Regions from separate parts of the Mus musculus genome. Here all the other regions are linked to region 6. The links are chromatin contacts, called in public Hi-C and promoter capture Hi-C maps. All regions are on one chromosome and are shown on one strand. The core of a region is the stretch at or near the end of the contact, and the rest is flanking DNA. Distances in the headings are between cores, read along the strand shown. Region 1 holds the start of Arid4b (AT rich interactive domain 4B (RBP1-like)). Region 2 holds the start of Lyst (lysosomal trafficking regulator). Region 3 holds the start of Zscan26 (zinc finger and SCAN domain containing 26). Region 4 holds the start of Tbce (tubulin-specific chaperone E). Region 5 holds the start of Trim27 (tripartite motif-containing 27). Region 6 holds the start of Cdk13 (cyclin-dependent kinase 13). Region 7 holds the start of B3galnt2 (UDP-GalNAc:betaGlcNAc beta 1,3-galactosaminyltransferase, polypeptide 2).

The links. Promoter capture Hi-C pulls out the DNA fragments that hold promoters and counts their contacts. Hi-C and Micro-C count contacts between places; a contact is called where the count stands out from the background.
Region 1: a contact with region 6 is called in a promoter capture Hi-C map of pre-B cells. The contact joins the promoter of Arid4b here to the promoter of Cdk13 in region 6. A contact is called at or near these places in 3 of 39 promoter capture datasets (cranial neural crest, maxillary cranial neural crest and pre-B cells) and 3 of 484 Hi-C or Micro-C datasets (B cells, CD4 T cells and muscle stem cells).
Region 2: a contact with region 6 is called in a Hi-C map of B cells, with 5 read pairs. The contact joins the promoter of Lyst here to the promoter of Cdk13 in region 6. A contact is called at or near these places in 2 of 39 promoter capture datasets (cranial neural crest and pre-B cells) and 2 of 484 Hi-C or Micro-C datasets (B cells and embryonic stem cells).
Region 3: a promoter capture Hi-C map of pre-B cells shows a contact between it and region 6. The contact joins the promoter of Zscan26 here to the promoter of Cdk13 in region 6. A contact is called at or near these places in 2 of 39 promoter capture datasets (cranial neural crest and pre-B cells).
Region 4: a contact with region 6 is called in a promoter capture Hi-C map of pre-B cells. The contact joins the promoter of Tbce here to the promoter of Cdk13 in region 6. A contact is called at or near these places in 2 of 39 promoter capture datasets (cranial neural crest and pre-B cells) and 1 of 484 Hi-C or Micro-C datasets (muscle stem cells).
Region 5: a promoter capture Hi-C map of pre-B cells shows a contact between it and region 6. The contact joins the promoter of Trim27 here to the promoter of Cdk13 in region 6. A contact is called at or near these places in 2 of 39 promoter capture datasets (cranial neural crest and pre-B cells) and 1 of 484 Hi-C or Micro-C datasets (adipose-derived mesenchymal stem cells).
Region 7: a contact with region 6 is called in a promoter capture Hi-C map of pre-B cells. The contact joins the promoter of B3galnt2 here to the promoter of Cdk13 in region 6. A contact is called at or near these places in 3 of 39 promoter capture datasets (cranial neural crest, maxillary cranial neural crest and pre-B cells) and 1 of 484 Hi-C or Micro-C datasets (CD4 T cells).

The regions. Positions count from the first base shown.
Region 1 is chr13:14,062,094-14,065,583 of GRCm38.p6, reverse strand. It overlaps Arid4b (AT rich interactive domain 4B (RBP1-like)), which reads right to left and starts at 1,800. Exons shown (of 24, transcript NM_194262.2): 1 at 1,552-1,800; 2 at 705-759. The coding sequence starts at 710. Ggps1 (geranylgeranyl diphosphate synthase 1) reads left to right here and starts at 2,096. Exons shown (of 4, transcript NM_010282.3): 1 at 2,096-2,378.
Region 2 is chr13:13,588,621-13,591,816 of GRCm38.p6, reverse strand. It overlaps Lyst (lysosomal trafficking regulator), which reads right to left and starts at 1,408. Exons shown (of 53, transcript NM_010748.2): 1 at 1,321-1,408. It overlaps Gm30836 (a long non-coding RNA gene), which reads left to right and starts at 616. Exons shown (of 2, transcript XR_382086.4): 1 at 616-1,083.
Region 3 is chr13:21,452,388-21,456,097 of GRCm38.p6, reverse strand. Zscan26 (zinc finger and SCAN domain containing 26) reads left to right here and starts at 2,371. Exons shown (of 6, transcript NM_001347491.1): 1 at 2,371-2,520.
Region 4 is chr13:14,037,899-14,041,435 of GRCm38.p6, reverse strand. It overlaps Tbce (tubulin-specific chaperone E), which reads left to right and starts at 1,798. Exons shown (of 17, transcript NM_178337.3): 1 at 1,798-1,898.
Region 5 is chr13:21,178,482-21,181,855 of GRCm38.p6, reverse strand. Trim27 (tripartite motif-containing 27) reads right to left here and starts at 1,925. Exons shown (of 8, transcript NM_009054.3): 1 at 942-1,925. The coding sequence starts at 1,361.
Region 6 is chr13:17,803,777-17,807,120 of GRCm38.p6, reverse strand. Cdk13 (cyclin-dependent kinase 13) reads left to right here and starts at 2,024. Exons shown (of 14, transcript NM_027118.1): 1 at 2,024-3,344. The coding sequence starts at 2,470.
Region 7 is chr13:13,953,123-13,956,417 of GRCm38.p6, reverse strand. B3galnt2 (UDP-GalNAc:betaGlcNAc beta 1,3-galactosaminyltransferase, polypeptide 2) reads right to left here and starts at 1,744. Exons shown (of 12, transcript NM_178640.3): 1 at 1,499-1,744. The coding sequence starts at 1,613.

The sequences.
Region 1 (3,490 bases), core at 551-3,050, 3.7 Mb after region 6:
AACTAAAACAGCTGTGATTTATTCCATCAATACACAGACTACTTCTTAGACACATTTCTTAGAAGCTATTCTGTGGTCAACATGTTTACTTCAGTACAACCTGCCCATTACACACAACATATCTTAAAAGAGTCAACTCCAAGATCAGTACACCAACAGTGAGAAAAAGAAACCATACAGAAACCTAAGTCCCTAGAAATACAAGGCACAGCAGGCCAACTCGGGTTTCTTTAGGGAAGGAGCACCAAACTGCTTTAAACATCTTCAGTATTTTGCTTTCTGCTTAAAATTTACGGTCCCGGTCACATAATCAAATGACATTTCCTTTCATCATTGAACAGAGAGAGAGACCCACTACAGTTTCAATATTCAGGTTACTAGACCAGCTTTCCGTTTTACGATTTAAGACGCTTTAATGTGTGCAGTTGTTCCTTCGGCTCCATGCAAAAGGTGCTGTTCTGTTTGGGAAACCTGAACAGCTTGGGTGAGGTTATCTCCTAACTGACTCCATAACTTCGAAACACACAGCCTGTGGATGTTCGCTCCAGCTGACCCTGTCAGGGAAAGCTCCACACCGAGCCACTCCACACACACACACACACACACACACACACACACCTGCCTCTGCAAAACTCGCAGGCCTGCTACAGCCCCGACACTTCCTGAATTCGAAAGCCACTCAAACTGGCTAAGTGACGCCTTACCTTCATGGTGACTCTGGGGCCGCGATCCCCACGGCGACACCAGCTTCACCTGCACCTGGAGGGGAAACAAAGACACCGGGTCAGCACCACCGGCACCACCACCACCCCCGCCCCAGGCCGTAGGGGCGGGGGCGGCACCGAGCGGGGCCAGGAGCCCCGAGCAGGCACGCGCCATCCCACCGCCCCTACCGCCCCCACCGCCCGCCGCCCCATTGTCGCGACTCCACGGACTTTTCCCCCGTCCTCCACGATGACGCCATTTCTGTCAGAAGAAAACTCACAACAAGCCCAGGGTCCGGCGCGGCCTGAAGCGCGGCTGCGACCGTCCAAGCCTACGGAACCGCGATGCCCGGAGCCCCCGGACTGAGCCCTCGGTGAACCGGCGGGCCCTTGGGCTGCGGAGGCTCGGCCCCACAGCGTCCGCCCGCGTCCCGCCCGAGCCAAGGCCCACAAGTGGGAGCCGGGACCGGGCACCGAGGACATCCAGCTCCCAGCACGGCGGCCCGAGGCCGCCGGGCCCACGGTGCGGCCCGGGTAGGGCGGCTCCGGCTCGGCGCGGCGGGGGGCGGGGGTCCCAGGAGGCCGAGGCCCCGCTGCGAGCGCCGACTCAGCCCCGTTGCCATCTGCCCCGATGCGCGGCCCGGCCCGGAGCTTCCCCCATAGAAAAGAATGTCCCTACCTCGGGCACAGACGAGGTCTGAGCCCTGCGGCCAGAGCCCCCTGATCCGCCTCCCCCCACCCCCAACACCAGCAGGCCTGTGGGGAGAGAGAGCGAAGGAGCTGCGGGTCCGCCGGCGGCCGGGACTCCGGCTCCGACTCCTCCTCCTCCCGTGGCGGCGACTGGTACCTTTGTTTGGCGGCCGCTCCGGCTCCCTCGCGGGGGGAGGGGGGCGACAAAAAAATCCCTCTCGGACGGAGGTCCGGGCCCCGGTCTCACAGCCCTCCAGAGGAACACGGCGGCCGACCTTCAGCGGCTCCCTCCGGGCAGAAGTCCAGGCGGTGGCCGTCGCGGCGGCAAACTGCGGCTCGAGACTCTCCCTCCGCTCCAGCGCCCGAGCTCCTCACTCCGGACTCGACTGACGGGCAAACATCGCTTTCCCCCCTCTCTGGCCCCCCTGCCCCTTCTCCCCTCCCCTCGGCCCTTTGCCCCTCCCCTACCTCTTTCCCGGATGCCTCTCAGACGACCTAGGATTGGGTAGGATTCTTTGGAGCCCGCCTCTTCCAAGTTTCTATTGGTTTGAGCGATGCAAACAACGACGCCATTTACCCACCAGTTCTATGGAAACAGAAAGTTATCCCTCAATACTTTCTGGGAATTGTAGTCCAGTCTTCTAGGCCAATCGGTAAACTGACGGACATTAGAACTACCAAGACCGCAATGCCCACTTGCCTGCGTTCGACGAGAGAGGGGAGGGGAAGGAGGCGCGGCCATGAGGCAGAGGGGAGGTGGCATACGACGCCTGCGCAGTGTGATAGGGATGGCGTATTTTCTTGCACTGAGTGCTGCGGCGTCGCTGGCCGCTGAGGAGGGCAGAGATTTCTGTGTGAAATAGTGGGAGGGCTCCAAGGAAGCCTCTTGAAGAGCCGCAGTCAGAACAATAAATTGAGAAGTCGATGTGGGCACTGCTAGTCTCGTACCGGCGGCGGCTTCAAGTCTGAGATCATCGTGGAACCGTGAGCAACAGCGCGGTGGCAGGGGGGACCCGGATGGGGAGCGGGGGAGGGGGCGGTACGGAGGAGGAAGCAGTAAGGAGGGAGAGAGGACCCGGATGCTGACCCGGCTCGGAGTGACTGCCGGCCGGGTGCTGGGATGAGGGGAGGCAGAGGAGCTCGGAAAGAGTGGAAGGGCCACCGGTGCAGCGCAGGGAAGAAGCCCGCCTGCGAGCTTATTACAGCTATGCCTGTGTGGAGCCCTTTCTTTTCCTTCAGAGCCATCGCCCCCCGGGGCTTGGAGTCAAAGGTTCTTGCTATGCGCCTAACAGCTGAGCTCGGTGACCCATATCTGTGTCGCTAGTCTCAAGCCAGAGCCGGCCTATTTTAAAAAGAGAGAGAGATACTTTGCATGAAATTTTCAATATTGTATGAATGTTTGATGCTCAGAGTTCACCCTCTGAGATGTTAGAAGTCCTCATGTGGAAAGAGGGGATGTATAACTTCCTGAACGGAAGTCTAGTCAAAATGAAACCTGATAGGAGGACCTTTGGCTTCGAGAGGTATAGAAAGGTTTTCCTGAGAGTGTGAGAACTAAGCTTGACTCAAGAAGCCAGCCAGAGTTACTAAGGGAAGTCCCTAAAGGAAAGGAAACCTGTTTCAGGAAAAAGACTTCCCAGTAGGAAGAACTGAGGCCCAGAGAGGTGAGGTAGGAATTTTGATCCAGTACCCTGGAGACTGAAACAGGATGACCCTGTCTTCAAAAAAGGAAAAAAAAAAAAATTAAAAACAGTTTTTATCTGGTCCAATGGCCCAGTGAACAATAGGATATCTTGGATTCCTAACTTGAATTGCTAAAATGATAACGCACCCAAAAGAAGAGGAAATGCTTAGCATTGTGGTGGTGACAAGTGCTAAGACCAGCCTGATCTACAGTATGAGTTCCAGGCTAGCTTAGGCCACATAGACCCTGTCTCAAGAAAAAAGTATATAGAGGACAATTAGAGAGGCAGCTACAATTGCATTTCTACAGTGGAAACAATCTGTTTGCATAAATACTAATCTACTCTTTGAACAAATTGCTACGAGCTTTTCATTTTGAAAGTGGGAAAATGGTGTCAGATTCAGAGACATTC
Region 2 (3,196 bases), core at 159-2,658, 4.2 Mb after region 6:
TTATTGTCTGAGGTTCTTCCAGAATATGTATGACCCAAGAAAGGGGGTATTTATCTGTTTATAAAACGTGTCTGGTCCACAATAGGTACTTAAACATCTTTACTAAATGCATATGCTCTATATGCAATTTATTGTCTGGGAAGTATTTTAATGGAAACTAAATAACAGAAACTCATCTCCCCCTTACGTCCTCTATCTTCCAAAGTCTCTCAATATCTGTATGTGTTAGTGTCAACGTGGATGACAGCAACGAGCAGCAGAAAAGTTACTTGCAATGCTCTGTAAATACAGATATCCCCTACCAATCAGCTACATAATAAAAGCTAAGAGCCAACATCTTTATTAGTATAAGGTTACTAGGTGTGGAAGTTAAAAGTAAAGGCAGACCAGCCAAATGCCTTTCAGGAAGAAAAAGCTCAAATTAATGTGCCATATCAACCTGTTAAACAAACCCTGGAGAAAATGCACAATGAATTTGATCCTTAAGGAAATACTGGCCAGAATTCAACACAAATGTGTGTTCTACACGAGTCAACACCTTAAAATTTTTTTCTCACACCATCAACTACCAAGCAAGAGCTGTGTCTGTCTGTCTCTGTCTCTGTCTCTGTCTCTGTCTCTGTCTCTCTCTCTCTCTCTCTCTCTCTCTCTCCATCAAGGATGTTTTGCTGTTTTGTTTATCCCTCTGAGGATTGGATGAGGACACTTTTCTTGACTCCCTGAGCTCCAACCCTCCATCATGAACCCTTGGCCTCCGGTGGCAGAGGAAATCTCCCTGGGTCACGTCCCTATTATATTAGCATCTCAGCCACCGCTCCAGAGGTGCGCGCGAACCACGAAGGGTTGTTTGCAGAGTCCCGCAGCAGGTGTCACGGGCAGGGAAGGGACAGCAAGGACTCCGAAGCACCAGGGTGGGGAATGACAGATGGACCCGCGGCGCGAAGTGAGACGCCCTGAACCTGTCAGCTCCCGCTGTCACCTGCTGGGAAGGACCGGGCAGGCTGAGGGTAGCGGCGGTCCGGGACAAGCGCTTCCCGAGGTGAAGCGCCCCCTGAGGACACCGTCCGCCGCACCAGCCGGCCGGTAAGTAAAGTTACTATGGGGTCCGCGCCGCCGCCACAGCCCTCGGGGCCCGGGTCCGCCTCAATCAGCAACTGTGCAGAGCTCAGAAGGCAAGCGAACCCCGGCCGGGCCGAGCTCCGGGCACCACCCCGTTCCCTTAGCGCGGCACGACCCCGCCCGGGCGGCCCGCCACCTTCCCGCCATGCCCCGCTGAGGTCGAGACCCTGACCCTCTAAAGGAGCCCGCTGCGGTCTTTACCTCCGCTCTGTGGTCCGCCGCGCGCTCTCGCCCGCCGGTGCAGGAGAATCCCGACTCACCAAGGCTGCCAGGCCAGCGTGAGCTCTCACCCCCGCCCCCTCAGGTAACCCGGGAAACCGGGAACACCACCCCCTTCCTCCCCCGCCCAGACCCAGACCCGCTCCTCTGCGCGTGCGCACCGTCCCCGCCTCGAGCGCCTAAAGTCCCGCCCCACCGGGAGGGCACGCTGGGGTCGCCGACGTGATGCGTGGAGAATCTCAGCCAATGAGAGGAAGAAGGCGGGACAAATGCAGCGAGGAGGGCCCTGTGCAGCTTCTCTGAACTCCACCCCTCCCGGCCGCATAAAGCTTCGTCCATCCCAGGCGATTCAGCCCCTAAAAGCGCAAGCCTAGTGTCTTCTTTCTACTGTAAACTCACGTTTACTGGGAAAATTACATCTTTGTTGAAGACTGTACAAAGTGACTGACTGTCTAGAACTTTACCATTACGGAGAGATGATGATCAGTAACCAAGATTATCTTGGACTATCTTTAGGTTCTTTAAAAAAACTGCTTATTACCAACCTTTGTAGCTGACCTAAGATCTTTGTGCCTGTTATGTAAAAAGTTTGGAATGTATTGTTAAACTTAGCCAACGACTGGCTTTTCAGCAGTGCTCAAAAGAAGAGTATCATCAGCTGGAGATTTTCCTGCTATGCTGTAGCCTACCTCCCCGATGTCCTTTCCGCTATATTTGGCAAATGTATTGATTTATGGTCTTTTGTTCTATGGCTATAAGACTGCGTGTAAACCTCTTTCACAGTAGAACATGTAATTCTGGGAAACCCGAATCTCTGTTACTAAGCACTATTCACTCAAAGTTGCCTCAGAATAAACTTTCTTTTGGTTTTTGTTTTGTTTTGTTTTGTTTTGTTTTTTCATGGACAGTATGTGCAATAAACTGTTGTCCTATTTTCTGTTGGAGGTCACAGGATTAAAAAAAAAAAAAAAAAACAAAACAAAAGACAAAAAACGGAAAGGTTCACCAAGATGGAAGCAGGGCTATCCTCAAGATAGCATTGGGGCCTGAACTTATATTTCTGTCAAACAGAAAGAGAGAAACTTGCAAAAATTCTGGGTCCAGGTATGATACCCTACCTAGCCCTGTTCAAATATGCTAGCATACAGTGGGCAATGTGACAAAGATCCTTGCTTAAAGCAAACTTTAGTCAGACTTTGAACCTTCTCCTTGGCCCATGTGCTATGTGTGCACATCTTTGTAAACTCTAGGTTTAGCAATCGCCAAGGCAGTTTAGCAAGAACCCACACATACACAATCACACCCTCCCTATCTACAAAATCTCTCAGTCCCCACCTTTGGTATCTATTCATGCTGGCCTGCCTTCAGCATGAATCTTGTGAGGTTGATGCTACCAACATTCACCTATGTTGGTATCAACCATGAGCTCCACGTTTCTTGACTATAAATCCCCAGGTATCCCTAGTGTGTTTAAATCAGAGGCCAACTATGTACCTGGGTTCTTTTTGTTATGCTAGTCCTGGATAAAATTTGTCTTTGCCATTTTAACTTGTGCCCAGCTTTGGTTTTCTCATGACTATTAATGTTATACACTTTAATATACCAACCTCTTCTGAGTGTGGGAACCACAAGTTAAACAAAAGGATATCTGATCCTCACTACAGTCCAACTAAACCTAAGACTGACAAAATGATGCTGCTGTAGGCATTTTGACAGCTTAGGGGCCACCCTTCCTCTTCTTCCAGCCACAACTGTGGCGGGCCTTTGAGATAACAGAGGCATGGGGGGGAAAGTCAAAGCTATTGATATATTTGGTATCATTTGGCAGTTTTCAAGGTCTTCCCAAATAATACAATTA
Region 3 (3,710 bases), core at 1,122-3,621, 3.6 Mb before region 6:
AGGTGTAGGACAAGATGAACAGCCACTGGGGTATTACTTGGCCTACACTCCTCTTTCTACCTTTGATATCCTGAGTTAGAAAGACACAGGGCCATCTTACTGGGATGATCCTACAAAGGAAAGCTGATTCCTAAGCTCCATTTCTGTTACATTTTACCTAACTGGGCAGGCATTCAGACCCTGCCTATCTTCTTCACCAGGCTTGAGAAGGTAAAGCCAGAGGAGGAAACAGGGTACCAGGACCCTTTCTCTAGCCACCAGACTCAAAAGCAACTGAAACTCAAATCTGCGTGGGCAGCAACAACTAGAAAGATATTGGAGCTGTATCCTCAACGGCCTTAGAATAGGGTCCCAAATCTAGGACCGCACATAGTTCTGACAGTACAACAAAAATCTAATAAAGACCATGCAAATTCTTGAAACAATTCTATGAGTTGTATCTGAATAATTCTATGAGTTATTTTCTGAAATAGGACTTATCGGTAATATACTCATGTATTGCCAATAATACTACTAATATAGAAGCCCCAGTCTCATACGTGCATTTATATAAGACCTGCAGGCAAATCTTGATATTTTGCTAGTTGTATACTCTGCTCTTCTCAGCCAGTACAGTCTGACGAATCACATTCCCTGGAATTCCTCCGGTTTTTATTACTAGTATTGGAGGATCCTTTCCATCTTTGAATGGCTGGAATCAGACTTAACAGTTTACAACTCTAAATTATACAGATGCTAGGACTTTGCAGGATTGGATGGCCTGAGGATGGGGCTTAGAATGTAGAATTCAATTATCTTTGGAGAGAAGAAGGACCAAGATGTGCCAATTTTCTTTCTAAAGTGTGTGTGTGTACGTGTGTGTGTGTGTTGTTGTTGTTGTTGCTGCTGCTGCTGCACAAGGTCAGAAGAACCCCTGGATGCCCTATAGCTGGAGTTGTAGGATATTATAAGCCGAGAGCCTAACCGCTGTGAACTGGGTTCTCTAGAAGAGCAGCAAGGGCTCTTAACATCTGGACCATCTCTCTGGGTTAAGATTTAAAAGCCCAACTATTGAAAGGTGACATGTTGCAGTAGGATGTCAAAGACTTGCAGGTAACTGGGAACTAGGAGACTTTAAACCATTTACCAGGACTGTTAGCCTGCAGGGCCCAAATCTGTCAGCGGGCTGAGGAATTACTGGGTTTCCTCCTCTAGCCTGGAAAGAAGAGTCTGCTTGGAAAGCAGTGACTAACAGTTAGACAAACGGGGAACAAAAATTTGCAATTCTCAGGCAATTTAACATATTCCTGGGTATGACAGGCTACTGTAGAATTTGGTCCCAATTTTTGACTCTATGGCTAAGCCCCTTTATGAAATTTTGAATGGACCCAGAAATAGTTATGGGTTTGGAACCTTTAAAAGGGGATTTGACATCTGCTCCTACCATGGGAATTTGGGGCTTGCAAAAGTCTTTTCAGTCAACATGGAAAGGATGGAGTCCTAATGTGAGTTCTCACTCAAATGATTGGAGGTGAACCTCAAACTGTGGCCTATTTATCAAAGTAAATGGCTAACAAGGGGGATTATAGGGGAGGGAAGGGTGGTAGGGGACTTTGTGTTAGACACTATAGGAAGGACTTAAACAGATGATTTGTTTGCTCTGAGTTAATCTGCACACAAAACATCTTAAAGCTGTGTTTGTTCTGACATGTTTGTTCTGAGTTAGCTTTACACACCATTGGCTTAGCAGACTGCAAAGCATATAACTGACACCACTATACATTAACCAGACTAAGCTCTGTTGAGTGCCTTCGTTCGAAGTCAAACAAGATAAGCTTAAAATAACAAAGTGAACTTCACTTTTTTTTTTCCACTTTTTTTTTCAGCAGCAGCAGCAGCAACAACAACAATAACATAGAAACTTTAGAAAGAAAATCGGCATATCTTTACCCCACTTCTCTTCAAATATCATTGAATTCTAAATTCTAAACCCTACACTCAGGCAACCAAATAAAGAAGGCACAGATAGGAGTCTTTGGAACTTGGTGGCAAAAGGGTGGGGAATGAAGAATAAACTTGAGCACTAATAATTAACTTTGGTTCTCTAGAATCCAACCTACATGATCATGCCAGCTTTTGCCTAAAGCCCAACCTAAAGATTCAATTGCTGTGTCTGTTTGCTGGTGGCTGTGATTACAGCCCGAGCTTTGTTATTCTAGTGATAGAGATGACATCTCTGTGTGAAAACAGTCAAACGAAATGGTCTGATTTATGTAAATGAAATCTTTCAACTTAGACCCAGTCAGGACACCACCGAGTTGAGTCCTGGTCCTCCCATCGTCCTAGAGCGGAGCCGGAAACTACTGGGCTGGAACGCAGATTTTGAGAGACGTGTGACTGACCCTGCGACCAGGGCGAGGGGGACGTACGGTGATCGGGTTCCAGCGGAGAGAGAACCCGCAAACTTGGGACTCTCGAGCGGAGGGTCTGGTTGATACACAGAAACTCTCCACACCTCGGAGCTGGGAGGACCAGAAGCTGGTGCGTGACGGAAGCTGCGGGGCATGGGAGAGGGAGGGAGCTCAGGACGTAGTTGGTGAGGCGGTTTCCTGCTGTTGCGCAGCTCAAGCTGACTGCAAGCTCCAGCGTATCTCCTACTTCAGCTTTCTGATGGCTGAGATTGCCAGCACTCCTGGGTTCTGTTGCTTTATTTTGTTGTGAGGGATTTTTCCCCCTTTTTTTGTTTGTTGTTGTTTGGTTTTAAGAGCGTTTCGTGAAGCCCGTGTTGGCCTCATCATTTGGCGGCGTATACTCTTAATTTGAACTCCTGTTTATCCTTCTATCTCCGAGCTCTGAGCTCATAAGCTGGAGCTGCCACACATGGCTTCTGCATGTTTAAGTAGTTACCACTGTAAGTAAATAGAATATTTGAGTAGATAATCCGAAATAGATGGGTAGACAGAGGCGGCTTTAAAAGGCATACGTGAGAGAACAGCGAATACAGAGGCCCTAAAGCTGGAGCTTGTCTGTCTTATTTAGGGATTAACGAGGGCACCAGGGTATTTCGAGCGCAGTGAATAAGATTGCCACAGAGGATAAGTAAGTGAACAAAGTGGCCATTTGGTTGTGTGAGGAACTTGGTCTTGGGTGATAGAAGGACATACTCAGACAGGTCTTGTAATTGGACACCCATAATGTGCATAGATTAGAGGATGAGCAGAAATGAAATCAAGAATGGGTTGCAAACCAAAGTTGGGTGCAATTAAAAACCTGCATCTGAGCATAGTGACTAATTTCTATAATCCTAGCACTTGGGAGAATTGCCCATTGTGGGCTAGGGAGTGAGAGCCTTGGGGAAAAGGAAAACTGGCAGGAAATCTGGCAGGAAGTGAAGACTGACTGTTGTAGTTGTGGCCAGGTGGATCCCACAGCTTTTGCTTCTGGATCAGATGTACACACACAAGAGAGAGAAGGAAAAAATAAATTCATAATTCGGGGGTCTGTAGATTTAAAAAAGGACCAAAGGTAAGTTCAGTCCACCGTTGGTGGTTCACGTCTTTAATCCCAGGTTTGGAAGGCAGAAGCAGTCAGATCTCTGAGTTCAAGGCCAACCTGATCTACAGGGCAAATTGTCGGACAAACAGAGCTACACAGAGAAACCCTGTGTGTGTATGGGGGAAGGGGTCTGGAGGGGGGGGGGGCAAAACCAAAAAAAAAAAAAACAAACCCCT
Region 4 (3,537 bases), core at 549-3,048, 3.8 Mb after region 6:
ATGGACTCTGCCACGAAGTCTCGGTGCTTTTGGGAGGTTGTCATCTTGATCAGGCTTAACCAGCAGCTCTGGCTCTGGCAATAGCCCCTTGCACCTGCCCATACCTCAAGCTACTAGAATGTTCTTCTGTGTACTTATTTGTATGGGTACCTCTGTATGTGAGTATGCATGTATGTGCCTGTCATGCCAAGGGTCAATAGTAGGTATCTTTCCTCTTCCTCCTCCTCTTCATCACCACCATCATCATTCTTGACAGTTCTAAGGATAAAACCTAAAGACTCACACATGCAAAGCTAGCAATATTCCTCCTCACAGACTATATGAAGCTCGAGAAGAAGGCCAGCCAAAGTAAGGATGCTTCAGTCCAACTTAGAAGGGGGAACAAAATAATCACGGGAAGTAGAAGGTAGGGAGAACTTGGGAGATATAGAGGAATGTGTTCTTGTGTAAAAGTATAAAAATTCAAATGATCTCTTCTACAGTAAGTCATTCAGGGTAAACTCAGTAAACGTTTCTGGGCCAAGATCACTTAAATTTGGTTCAGAATAGCCTATCTCTTTTCTAGCATGTGTTTTGTATCAACACTTCCTTGAAAAGCATGAAGTTACAATAAATGTGGAGATATTGGCATGGTGGGCCAAGCCTGTGATTTTAGCACTTGGTAGATGGAGGCAGGATATTAAGGAATTAAGACCAATCTTGACTTTGGTAGTTAGGTGACAGAAATCCGCCTGCCTCTCCCTCCCGAGTGCTGGGATTAAAGGTGGGCGTCACCACGCCCAGCTTGACTTTGGCAAGTTTTGAGGCCAGCCTAGGATACGTGAGACTTTGTCTCAAAACAATCAGCAGCAGCACCTTCATGAAATGTTGTCCTTGAAAAACGCTCCCATCTGAAGGTCTGTGTTTCTATTGGAGACTTGCCAAATGACAATAGTAGCTTAGCCCCTCCAGGCAAGAGTGAGTCATGTTCTATGACTACTGAGACGGTTTCAAACAGGAAAGGTTCTGGCAGCTTATTTCATCTTTCATTAACCACTGACAACAGATTCACTACAGGGTTCTCGTTCACTGCTGTGCAATAAAACAGATTTATAATTAATTATGTCTCCCAGCAGAGTTGTGCAATTCCTCTTGGATTGAATTACAGCACTCTTTTATTACTGTTTTCGTGGTGCTGTCTGGTCAAACTGACTTGGATCCAGCAAAGCCGGAGCTCTTCCAAGTAAGTTTTTGCCAGCTTCAGGTATAGCAATATGAGGGGTCACATTGCGATATGCTTATATACATAGCATCTTAAATTTGTTTTCAATGAAATAGTTACTGGCTTTTTAACATCTAAAAATAAACCAAAACACTCGATTCATAGGAACGTCTTGTTTAAAGTGGTGACTTACTTAAAACATTGCGTTTACTCTTGTTCTCCCTCATGCCTTAGCTGGTTAACTTTTTCTTTCCAGTTCTGGAGGGATCAACACTACACCTTTCTATGTAACTATGAACTCCCTACGGTGATTTAGTGCCCATAAGCATGAAACATTTTTGTTTTTTAGATATGAACCCCCCTCCGCTCCTCCCATCTCTCTTGCCTCGACCTTCCCAGTGCTGATTGTAATTGCCATGAGCCATCACGCCCAGCTATGAACTTTTAGTTCGCGTCTTGAATCAACTACAGTACGCAAAATCGACTGGTCCCACAGTCCTTCGGGGTTGCAGTTCCGGTGTCTACCTTACCAGCACTTCGCGACAATAGGGTTCGCGTTTGGAAGGGCTAAAGTGGTTTTCATCACTTCCTCTGCGGAGGTGGGACTTCCGGTCTCCAGATACTTCCGCCTAGAGCCGAAAGCTTCGTCGCTGATTGCGTGAGGGTCTCTGGGTGCTGACAGACCGGCAGAGGGAAGGTGAGCTTCGTAAGGTCGTGGAGCTGAGGTGGCGAGCTGCCCAATGGGGCTGGGTTGCCTGAGTGTGTGCTTTCTGCTCCGAGACTTCTCCGGTCGGCTGGGCCCCATTGTGGGCTGACCCAGCGGAAGGCTAGTGCGCCTGCGCCAAGCGCCTTCTGGATCCTCCCCACCCCTCCCCCGTTAACATCTGGGCGTGGGTCTCAAGTGATGCTGCCATCTCTTCCTTTTGACGTTTCTGGTGGACAGCGGTGGAGGGTGGTGGGAGGGCAGAGAGGAGTATTCAGATTTTTTTCCCTTTTTTTGAGGGGGATATTTTATTTACATTTAAAATGTTATCCCCTTTCCCGGTTTCCCCTCCGGAATCCCTCTATTTCATCCTTCCTTCCCCTGCTTCTTTGAGGGTGCTCCCCACCCACCCGTCCACTCCCACCTCGCCGCCCTGGCAGTCGCCTACACTGGGGCATCGAGCCTTCACAGGGCCAAGGACCTCACCTCCCATTGATGTTCAACAAGGCCATCCTTTGCTACATATGGGGCTGGAACCATGAGTCCCTTCATGTGTACTCTTTGGTTGATGGTTTAGTTCCTGGGAGCTCTGCAGGGTCTGGTTGGTTGATATTGTTCTTCCTGTGCGTTGCAAACCCCTTCAGCTCCATCAGTCTTTTTTTCTCTAACTCCTCCGTTAGGGATCTTGTGCTCAGTTCAATGGTTGGCTGCTAGCAGCTGCCTCTGTATTTGTTAGGCTCTGGAAGCGCCTCTCTAGAAACAGCTATATCAGGCTACAGTCTGCACACTTCTTGCCATCCACCTTAGTGACTGACTTATCTCACTCAGGATATTTTCTAGTTCATTCACTTGCCTAAGAATTTCATGAAGTCATTGTTTTAATAGCTGAGTAGTACCCCATTGTGTAAATGTACCTCATTTTCTGTATCAGTTTCTCTGTTGAAGGACATCTGAGTTCTTTCCAGCTTCTGGCTATTATAAATAAGGCTGCAATGAACAGAGTGGAGCATGTGTCCTTGTTATATGTTGGAGCATCTTTTGTGTATATGCCCAGGAGTAGTATAACTGGGTCCTCAAATAGTACTATGTCCAATTTTCTTACAAACCTCTAGACTGATTTCCAGAGTGGTTGTACCAACTTGCAGTCTCACAAACAATGAAAATGTGTGTTCCTCTTTCTCCACATCTGCTGTCACCTGAGTTTTTGATCTTAGCCATTCTGACTGGTGTGAGGTGGAATCTCAGGGTCATTTTGATTTGATTTCCCTATGACTAAGGATGTTGAACATTTCTTTAGGCGCTTCCTGGGCATTCAGGATTCCTCAATTGAGAATTCTTTCTTTAGCTCTGTACCCCATTTCTAATAGGGTTATTTGGTTCTCTGGAGTCTAACTTCTTGAGTTCCTTGTATATATTAGATATTAGCCTTCTATCAGATATAGGATTGATAAAGATCTTTTCCTGATATGTAGGTTGCCGTTGTGTCCTGATGGCAGTGTCCTTTGCCTTCAGAAGCTTTTCGGTTTTATGAGGTCACTTTTGTTAATTGTTGATCTTAGAGCTTGAGTCATTGGTGTTCTGTTCAGGAAAATTTCCCCTGTGCCCATGTGTTCGAGGCTCTTTCCCACTTTCT
Region 5 (3,374 bases), core at 676-3,175, 3.4 Mb before region 6:
GCCACTCCTGGGAAGAGCCCAAAGCACAGGGGCCAGCAAGTGTGTTAGCAATTTGTTATTTAAACTCTAGCCACCTACCAGTTCCTAGAAGCGGTTACAAGACATCTGGGTAAGGAGGCTCAAAAGGTAAGCTATTTCTCAGATGAATACAGAAAAAAAAAAAAGATTTATTTTCCTCAAAGAATCAGTAAACATTACTAAATTACAACTTATCTCCAGCGAGTGAAATGATACAGGTGACAGCTTTGTAAACGTGACTGACATTTGGATGAACTCACACTTAAACAAATATATAACTCTGTTGGTATAGATCCCTGCAGCCCTCAAGATCATTATCACTTCAGAGCTACTTTATATGTAACGTTTTCGTACTACTGTGTAGCTGTGCCAGTGTTTATTCAACACTCCACAAAGGTCCTGTGAGTTCACTTCCCCTTCACAATAAGCCATCTCCCGAGTCTGAGAGTGGCTAAATGATTTACTTAAGCAGTAAAAAGCTCTGTTCATTTCCATTCAGTTCTAAAACAGGTTTACAGGGAAGTGCTGGGGACACAGATTAAGTGATGGGCACTGCTCGATGTGAATTCAGCCAGCCAACAGTGACTGTCTGGCTTGGTATCCTGGGTCAGAGCGAGTTCGAGGCGTTCAAGGCCTATGGAAGTGTACTTGGCTCCATGTGCATCTCCTTTGTCAAGGGAGGGTCTCCTCGCGCCGTCCCAGTCGCGGCACGCGTAGAGGCGGTTAGCAGGGGCGCTCGGGGTGGGGGTGGGGGTGCTCCTGGCCTCGCCAGCTACAGGTTCTCCTTCCCAGTCTGAGTGCGGAGGCTCCGCAGCCGACAGGGAGGAAATGACGGCGGTGGGCCCCACGTCCGGCTCGCCATTTTCTCGGTATCAAACCAGGAAGCCCCCGGCTCGCCCCTTTGTCCGCCGGCCCGGCCCTACCTTGAAGCCCTCCACCGCCTCCTCCAGGGGCAGCACGCTGTGGCCGCGGTGCTCGCGCGAGCGGTCGCACACCACGCAGATGGGCATCTGGTCCTGCTCGCAGTACAGCTTCAGAGGCTCCCGGTGCTTCTCGCACACGCCCATCTCGCCGCCGGGCCCCGACGGCCGCTCGGTGCGCAGCTGCTTCACCAGCTGGGTCACGTTGGCCAGGTGCCGGTTGGGTCGCATGTGGCGCTGCGGGAAGGTCTCCCGGCACTGCGGACACGACACGTTAGTCTCCGCGGCACCCCAGCAGCGGGCCAGGCACGCGCAACAGATGTTGTGGCCGCAGTCGAGCATCATAGGCTCCACGAAGTACTGAAGGCACACGGGGCAGGTGGTCTCCTGCTGCAGGCACTCGGCCACGCTCCCGGAGGCCATGGCGCGGGCCGGCTGGGCCGCAGGGCATGAGCCCGGAGCCGAGCTCTGTCGGAGCTCAGCGCGCTCGCTCCGCTTCTCGGCTCCGGAGCGGGGCGGGGCCTCCGGCGCGGGGATCGCAGACGCGCGCGGAGCTCTCGGGCGGCCAGACCCGTCCCCGCACAGCTGCTCCTCACCGACAGCACGGGGAGGAGGCCTGGGCCCCGGAGCCCGGCTGAGAGCCGAGCCGAGGGGAGTCGGGAACCGGGCGCCGCGGGCTGGCTCACCGGGCAACGTGGCCGCGTCGGAAGGGGTCCCGCGGCCGCGCAGACTCCTCAGGGCCGAGCGGAAGAGGTGGGCCGGGGGCGGGGCCTGGCTTCCCGCGCCGCTCTGCTCTCTCGGGGCGGGAAAGCGGGTTTCCTCTGCACAGTCCTGGGTCCCCGGCACCCAGCCCGGGAGTCGGTCGTGGCTGTCGCGTGCAGTGGGAGCAGAGTGTCCCCTGGCAGTGGCGTCGGGTCACTCCAAGCGTCTGTGGGCCCGTAGTCTTCTGCTGAGTTTCCTCTTAGTGGCTAGGCCTCGGCTCCTTTAAAAGTAAGATGGCTTTGCATAAATGCCGGAAAGCTGGGCGGGGAGACCAGCTAGGCCCCTCCCAGTGTGACACACCCAGCTCCAGGCGTTAACAATCGCTAGAAAAGGGTTTAATCATCAGCAACTTTTCTCAGGGGCAGAAACGGAGAAGCCCAGTTCTATCTCCACCCTAAAGTAAATCGGTTTATCGTTCCGAGCCTCATTTTCTTCTCGTGTGAAATGGGGACCGATCGAATCCCGACCAGAGTGCTGACCAGACCATGAAGTCCTCCCCCATCTCCCTAGCTCTACCGTTACTAGGGAGCCACCCCACCGAGAGCCCGCTTGTGAGTCCCTAACTTCTTCTCAGGCTCCTCAGGTGCCCAGTGTCTCACTTCCTCAAGTGAGTAGCCAGACCCGACGTGTCAAAGGGCTGCCTGGCGACACACTTCTCTCTCGTCTTCCCTGCCACCTGCTGAGGAACCTACGTGGCTGTGGGTTCCTATGAGACCCTCGAAGAAACAACCCGGATTCTGCCACGTGGGCCTCATTCTCAGAACACTCCCCCACCCCCACCCCCACCCCCACCCCTCACCTCCAGCCTGGGCCCTGCGGCGCTGGGGCCAAAAATTCTGATTGTCCACTGTAGTGTTGTCCTTCTGCCCATGACGTTAATAACTCTTCTAATAAGTTCTTACTCCCAGCAATCTAGTTCAGTGCCCTCCTTGAGCTCCCATACCCTATTGCTTTCAGGAATTTTCCCCATCAAGGAGTTACACCTTTTTAAACAAACAAACAAACAAACAAACAAACCACAGCTTGAGCATAAAGATCTTTATCCGCTAGTTTAAATGAAGCACCCAGTACATCGAATGACATTGAGTAGAACCTAAAACTTGCTTGTTTCTGCCCAATCGAGAGTCCTGTGATGACCGGAGGAGGTCTTGTAGCCTGGTTTCTTATCACAGAATAGGTTTTCAGTTCTGTGCGCTGTCACTTATGCCATGGCCTTTCCTACTCTCCTTTGGGATTGACTCCGTGCCTGCCCTTGTGTTTGAGCAACAGGGAATTTCTGTATCCAGGCCATCACTTCACTGGATTCTGCTTGATTCTTCCCTATGGGACAAGAAATCCGAGGTACTTAACAAGTCTCGCTCATCCAAACCTCCATTCTCCCCACCTGCTCTTTGAAACTCCAGGCTCAAAACAACTCAGCACACTTCCAGTAAATGGTAGAATATTTGTCCTAGGCTACACTGTAGTCTACTCTGCTACAAAACTGAAGTTGAAAGGAATTGAAAGTGCCAGTCTTACTCCAGAAGGAAGAATTCAGTTTTGCAAGCCGGTGTAGAACTATGAAAAATGCAGGTGGCAGATATGTGTTCTTAGGTCATCAGTGCGGCTCTGGATTTTAGCTTTGTCATCCAGGGCTCATGCGGTCTCTGCTTTCCTAACCTCAAGGCAGATGGC
Region 6 (3,344 bases), core at 775-3,274:
ACCCCAGTTCCAAGTGGCAATTTAAAAATCTCTTTCGATGAAGGTAGCAGATATTCTTATAGAAACATCAAATTTAAAGATAATTTCCATTACTTTGGAGTTTGAATCCTACTAAAAGCATTTCCAAGCAAGTGAGCTTGAGGAAAGATGGCAGAATCTTATTAAGATATTTTCTTAAGTTTTCTACTCGCAGCCTGGAGTAACCACTATACATTCACTATGGACCAAGTGTTTTTTGTACGGACAAGAACAGATGACATTCCTAAGTGCAGTGAGTAGCTTATGCTAGAGGAACTATTATACAAACATCTATTTGCCTCTTCTTTTCTATTCCAGCCTTATTTCTGTTTTTTTCTTGGCAAGATGGGATGGGGGAGAGGGTGTTATTATGTAGAGTTCTGATAGGCCAGAACTCACCATCGTCCTTGACCTGTTTTAACCTCCATTGTATTGGGAATAGACATATGCCATTGCATCAGGCTTTGAAAAGCAGCATAATGGGACAGGTTGATATTTTTCTGAAAAGCTCTCCTCCTTAGTACTCCGAGTTAACAATGATGTCAAGAAGAAATTTGCTTTAGGTAACATACTTCTGAAATTTCGTTTCCCAGTATCTTTGCTTTGCCCCCTTCTGTGTAGAAGGTTCCACTGGGTGTTCCACTCAGGCCTGTCTTTGTCAGAAGTAGCTATTCAAACCTATCTTCTAGCAAGTATCTTTTGTAAACTTCAAAGTCTGAGCTTCCATCAGTTTGTGAGATGATGCTGAGGTCAACTTGATTACTAAGTATTTAAGAACTAAAAGCCAGCTGATGATCTGAATAAATTTGTTAAGGGGTAATTACATGTACCCACTGAGCAATGTTTATCTTCTTTCCAGTATTAATGACCAATAAGCCTTTTAGATTTTAATCTAATTACCCCGAATACCTAGCCTCTAACTGAAGGGCAATCTTAAGGCAAGAGATGAGGGCATTATGTAGCTGACAGCTCATAGCTTTAGTTAGATATAATTACAGGTGAAAGTACAAAGAGGGCAGCTTCCACTACTACAAAATGTTTTTAAGGTTCCTGGGATTTTTAGTAGTCCTCCTTGATATTTTGACTCATCTTTCAGATTTACTTAATGCTTTTGCTTTATAAAGAGATTTACTTATTTCATGTATGTGACACATCAGAAGAGGGATCCCCATTACAGCTGGTTGTGAGCCACCATACTGTTGCTGGGAATTGAACTCAGGACCTCTGGAAGAGCAGTGAGTGTTCTTAACCTCTGAGCCACCTCTCCAGCCCTGTGTAAGGCTTTTTAAAGGTTCCGAAACGTCAGTGTCGCGGAAGCTCGAAGCTATGAACACCAAGTATATTTTTAGGTTACGATGGGTCCTTGAACTTGGGCGTACGTGAGTCTAGTCAAGCTAACGTCACATTCGCCCTCTGTGGGGAGTCTGCTCTCACAGATGTTCCGATCCCGTGGCTGGGGAAAAGGTAGTCGTCAAGGTTCTCCCGGGTCCTGCCGTGACCTTTTCACTGGAGGCGAGCAACAAGCGCCATGAGTGGCGCCGGAGGGAAGGCCTCCAGCGACAGCACAGCGCAGCCCACGCCTCCTCTCCTTTCTTTAACCCTGCTCCTCCGTCCCACCCCTGCCGGAAGTGGAGTGGCTCCTCGCGTCACTTCCGGTGACGGCCAGGGTCCCGGCGGGCGCGAGCACGCAGCACCTCCCCTCGCCCGCGCTCGCTCTCTCCATCGGCGTCCCCGAACGTGACGAGCGTGCGCGCCGCCGACCTAGCGTTGGGTTTAGGGGCAAAAGTCTTGAGGAACGCGGCGAGTGGGTGGTGCGCGGCGAGGGCTCGGCCAGCCAGTCGCGTCGCCGTCCCGCAGGGAGAACGCGGAGGGCAGGGAGGGGCGAGCGGCGCGCGCGGAGCCCGCGTGGAGGGGCGGAGGACAGCGAGCCGCGCCCCCGCTCCGGAAGCTGCGCGCAGTGCCCTCGGGGCGCCAGGCCCAGGCCCGTCCGAGCGCCGCGGGGTGTCGCCGCCGCCGCCACAGGACGACGTGGACGCGCCGCGGCCGGCCGGCGACGGAGGCGTGCTGTGGTCGCGCCCACTGCCCTCCCGCGAGCTCGCCCCCGACGTCAGGACGATGGAGTGAAGCGCGGCCCGCGGTGGCACTTCCGCGTTGCGCCGCCGGAGCCCGAGGCCGCCGCCGCCGCCGCCACCGCCGCCGCCCGGCACGGCCGGCTTTCCGCCGAGGATAGGATCCTCCCGCGCCAGGCCCTGACGCCGCTGCGCACACACCGCGACTGGAACCGGGGACGCGCGTCCCGACCCGGATTATCGTGGCGCGACTCCCGGCCGGCCCTGCTGCTCGCTACCCCTCCGCCGCGGCTGCCGTCCCCCTTCCCGGCGGGGGACATGGCCAGGGTCTGACCCCGGAGGAGGCCGCACCCGCGCCGCACTCTGCGGCGGGCTCTAGGCGATGCCGAGTAGCTCGGACACGGCGCTGGGGGGAGGCGGGGGCCTGAGCTGGGCCGAGAAGAAGTTGGAGGAGCGCCGCAAGCGGAGGCGATTCCTGTCCCCTCAGCAGCCGCCGCTGCTGTTGCCGCTCCTGCAGCCGCAGCTCCTGCAACCGCCGCCGCCCCCGCCGCCTCTGCTCTTCCTGGCTGCCCCCGGCGCGGCCGCCGCCGCAGCCGCCGCCGCCGCGGCCTCCTCCTCTTGCTTCAGCCCGGGCCCTCCTCTGGAGGTCAAGCGGCTGGCGAGAGGCAAGAGGCGCCCCGGAGGGCGGCAGAAGCGGCGCCGCGGGCCCCGCGCCGGGCAGGAGGCGGAGAAGCGCCGGGTCTTCTCGCTGCCCCAGCCGCAGCAGGACGGCGGTGGCGGTGCCAGTAGCGGCGGGGGTGTGACCCCGCTGGTGGAGTACGAGGATGTGAGCTCCCAGTCCGAGCAGGGGCTGCTGCTGGGGGGCGCCAGCGCGGCAACGGCGGCGACGGCTGCCGGGGGAACGGGGGGCAACGGCGGGAGTCCGGCCTCCTCCTCCGGCACGCAGAGGCGCGCGGAGGGGTCGGAGCGCAGGCCGCGCCGGGACCGCCGCAGCAGCAGCGGCCGCAGCAAGGAGCGCCACCGCGAGCACCGGCGGCGGGACGGGACGCGCAGCGGCAGCGAGGCCTCAAAGGCCCGCAGCCGCCACGGACACAGCGGCGAGGAGCGGGCGGAGGCCGCCAAGAGCGGCAGCAGCAGCAGCAGCGGCGGCCGCCGCAAGAGCGCGTCGGCTACGTCCAGCAGCAGTAGCAGCCGCAAGGACCGGGACCTCAAGGCCCACCGCAGCCGGACTAAGTCGTCCAAGGAACCGCCCTCGGC
Region 7 (3,295 bases), core at 495-2,994, 3.9 Mb after region 6:
AGAAAGTAAAAATGCCCAAATGTTTTAAATATTTCAACAGCAAAATAGGAAAAAGACCTGTGGGAACTTTTTGCAATCAAAATACTTCTGCTTTTGTTTTTGAAGTACCAGGGGAGGAGAGTGGGATAGGAATCTGTCTAATTAAAACATCCTACTGATTATCTGACAAAGCTTTGATATCAACACAAAAGTAATTTTTACAACTAGTATGACCCCATATAACCCTAAGTCTTCCTACAGTTTGCTTGCTTAATCCAGTCTATCCTAAATGGATAAGCACTAAGACATCAGGAAAAAAATCTGTTCCAAATCCAAAAGTTGTTTGCAGTCTTACTTAAACACAAGCTCAAAGGCAAGGTTTATTGTGTTGAACGCTAAAAGACTGTTAATGTTAAGGTCACATATATTCTACAGTGGGCTCTGCGTGTAGATTCCAGCAACTCACTCATCTTTGAGTGAGAGAGAGCACAACCCCAACAGATGTTAGGTGGCCAAGCATTTTGTATGTACGGCCCTTTTTTAACTAGTTTGTAAAAGTCTCACAAGCTAAATACGCATATAATGTACTTTCATTATACCACTTGGAAGTCATTCTTTTCAGTCACACAAATAGCCTTTCCAAAAAAATGGTGGTTGTCTAATAGGAAAAGAGATCACTACTAAAATAACCCCAGTGTAATCTGGTAACAGTCGGAGTTTTGAGGATTGCTAAATAAGGTATAAGACTTGGTTCTGTGATGGCTGTGAAGAACTGTTTTAAAACTTTCTGAAAAGAAAACAGCTGTTTGGATATGAAATGGTAAGATAAATCCTAACGTAGTTAAAAATTAAAGCATTACCCTATCTTTAAAATGGCTATAGAGTTCTCGACATATATAAGCATTCCGGGAAAAACTTGAAAATGACACACAGGAGACAAGAAAGTAGTGTTGAGGGTGGCAGGACAACACTGGATACGCACTGTGGGCAAACGCACCTTCAGATTGTAAGGCGAATGAGAACAAAGATTTCATTCCCACGATGGATGAAGTTTGGGAACAAATGTACGCGAAGTTAAAGAAGAATCCGGTATTCTTAGGCTCCTTAATTAGCAAGCTATCCAAGCAGAATACAGGGGCGACTCCACTCACAGCTGAACCCTAGTTCACGTCTAGGTCTTTTCCTGACTCACCTCATGATCAGAGACCACAAAGTACAGTCCGTCCCTCCTCGCTGCAAAGTGAGTCCTGACACGCAAAGCCAACACCGTCAGCACCGGCAAGCTCGCTCCCCCACCCCACCTCGGAGAGAAGCGCCCCAAGTTGTGACCAGGGCCCTCCCTCGACCACGACGCGGGCCGCTGAGCACACGCTGATAAGAAACGAACAGTTGGGTTCGCCCGACACTAAAGAAAGACTCGCTTGTTCCGTCCGTTCTGGGACGTCCGAGCCCTCCCTGTGCCCCTTCAGCCATCCCCCGCGGCCTCCCACGAGCGCAGCGACTCAGCCCCTCACCTCACCTGCCGCGCTGGGCCCGGTGTTGTGGGGGTCCGGCGGGGAACGGAGCCAGAGGTGCCAGAGGTGCAGCGCGGCCCCGAGCACGCAAGGGCACAGCAGCACCAGCCAGTTTCGCATTGGCCGCTCCCACCTCGCGCCCCCGCCGCGCTCTCCCGCGTCCCGGCCAATAGCGAGGGGACCTAAGAACACCGAGTGCCACCAGGAGTGTTCGCGCCCACGCCTGGCGTTGTCTCCGCCGCTCTCTCCTTAGATCCGCACCACGAGCGGCGGCCGCTTCCCGGCCAAGGCCACGCCCCCGCGTGCGTGGCCTTCCCACCCGTTCAGCCCTCCTCGCTCTCGCCCAGCCCTTCAGTCCGCGTCCCTGCACGCTCCTGTCTGCCGGAAGGGCGGGAGCGGTAGTCCCTCGCTGAGCCCAGGAGGGAGGCGTGCCTGAGATTGTAAGCCCGAGAAACTACGTTTCCCAGAGAGCTATGCGTGCTGCTACGCAACGCTGGAGGCGAAGTGCACACACGAAGCATGCGCGTCTCTCATCCGGCCGCGGTGCCTTAGCGGCACACTGAGCATGCGCATCCACCTTCTTGCTAGGGTTCCCCTGTAGTAAAGGCGGGTACCGCACACGGGGAACCTGCACGTTAACTGCTCAAGTTGCTGTACGACCCCCTCCGCTGTGGACATTGCTGCAGGGCGCATGACCTCGAGGAGCAGTTGCCCAGTCGGGGCAGGTTTGTATGGCACCTCAGCGCTCAACGAAATAATAGTGTGCTCCCCTGACCTATCCCATAAGAAGCGCAGCGGGGAGCCTGAGCGCCGAGTAGCAGGGAGTTTCCTGCTTCCCTCTAGTAAGCAACGGCGGGTGAGGAGGACGAGAAACACCGGGGCTTGCTATGGAAAGCGAGGACAGAGGAGAAGCCCGGATCTGGAGGCTGCCTGGGTGCGCACGCGCTCCTCACTAGGGTAACTGTCGGGAAGCACAGAAATGAGAGCTTCAGCTGCCAGATGACTTTGAAAAGTTCCCACCAAGTTGAGGTGACCAAATGTGTGAGGGCTGGGTTTGCAAAAGATCCATCTCCAACCAGCGTTAGGAAACGAGCGGACTTCACTGGAGCCACCTCTCAGGCTCAGCACCATATTGCCACTGAGTAGCGGTTTTGTATTAAAAAAGCAATTGTAGTAACACACACACACACAGACGCCCCCAGTGTCTCACGTAGTTAACAGGAAACTATTCTGCAGAGGATGGCCTTGAACTCTTGATCTTTCTGTCTTCATCTCCACAAGTGGTGCTTTGGGATGGAACCCAGGGCTTAATCCTTACTAGGCAAGCCCTCTACCAACTGAGCTATATCCTCAACCTGACACTGTTAAGATTGACTTTTTTAAAAAGATTTTATTTGATTTTTTTTTTCATTTGTGTGTGTACGCATGTGCAGGCTGGGGGGGGGGGCGTCTATCCCATCCCCTGGAGCTGGAGTTTCCCCGTGTTTGTGAGCCACCCTGTAGGTACTGGGAACTGAAATTGGGTGCTCAGGAAGAGCAGCCAGATCTCTTAACCATTGGGCCATCTCTTCAGCCCCTTAAGATAGCTTTTTCTTTGGCTATTTTTGCAATGTTTTTAATTTCAATTTTTTAATTTAGTTTAATCAGGTAAAAGCTGTGTTCTACTGTACTGTTTTATTATGTACTTAATAAAATAACTCACGTGGTCAAATTTGTTCCCATGAGAAGAAACTTGTTTGAGCGGTGATGAAGCTGAATGGTAGGGCCTTACCTACCAATGGGCAGTCTTGGGTTGATGCCCA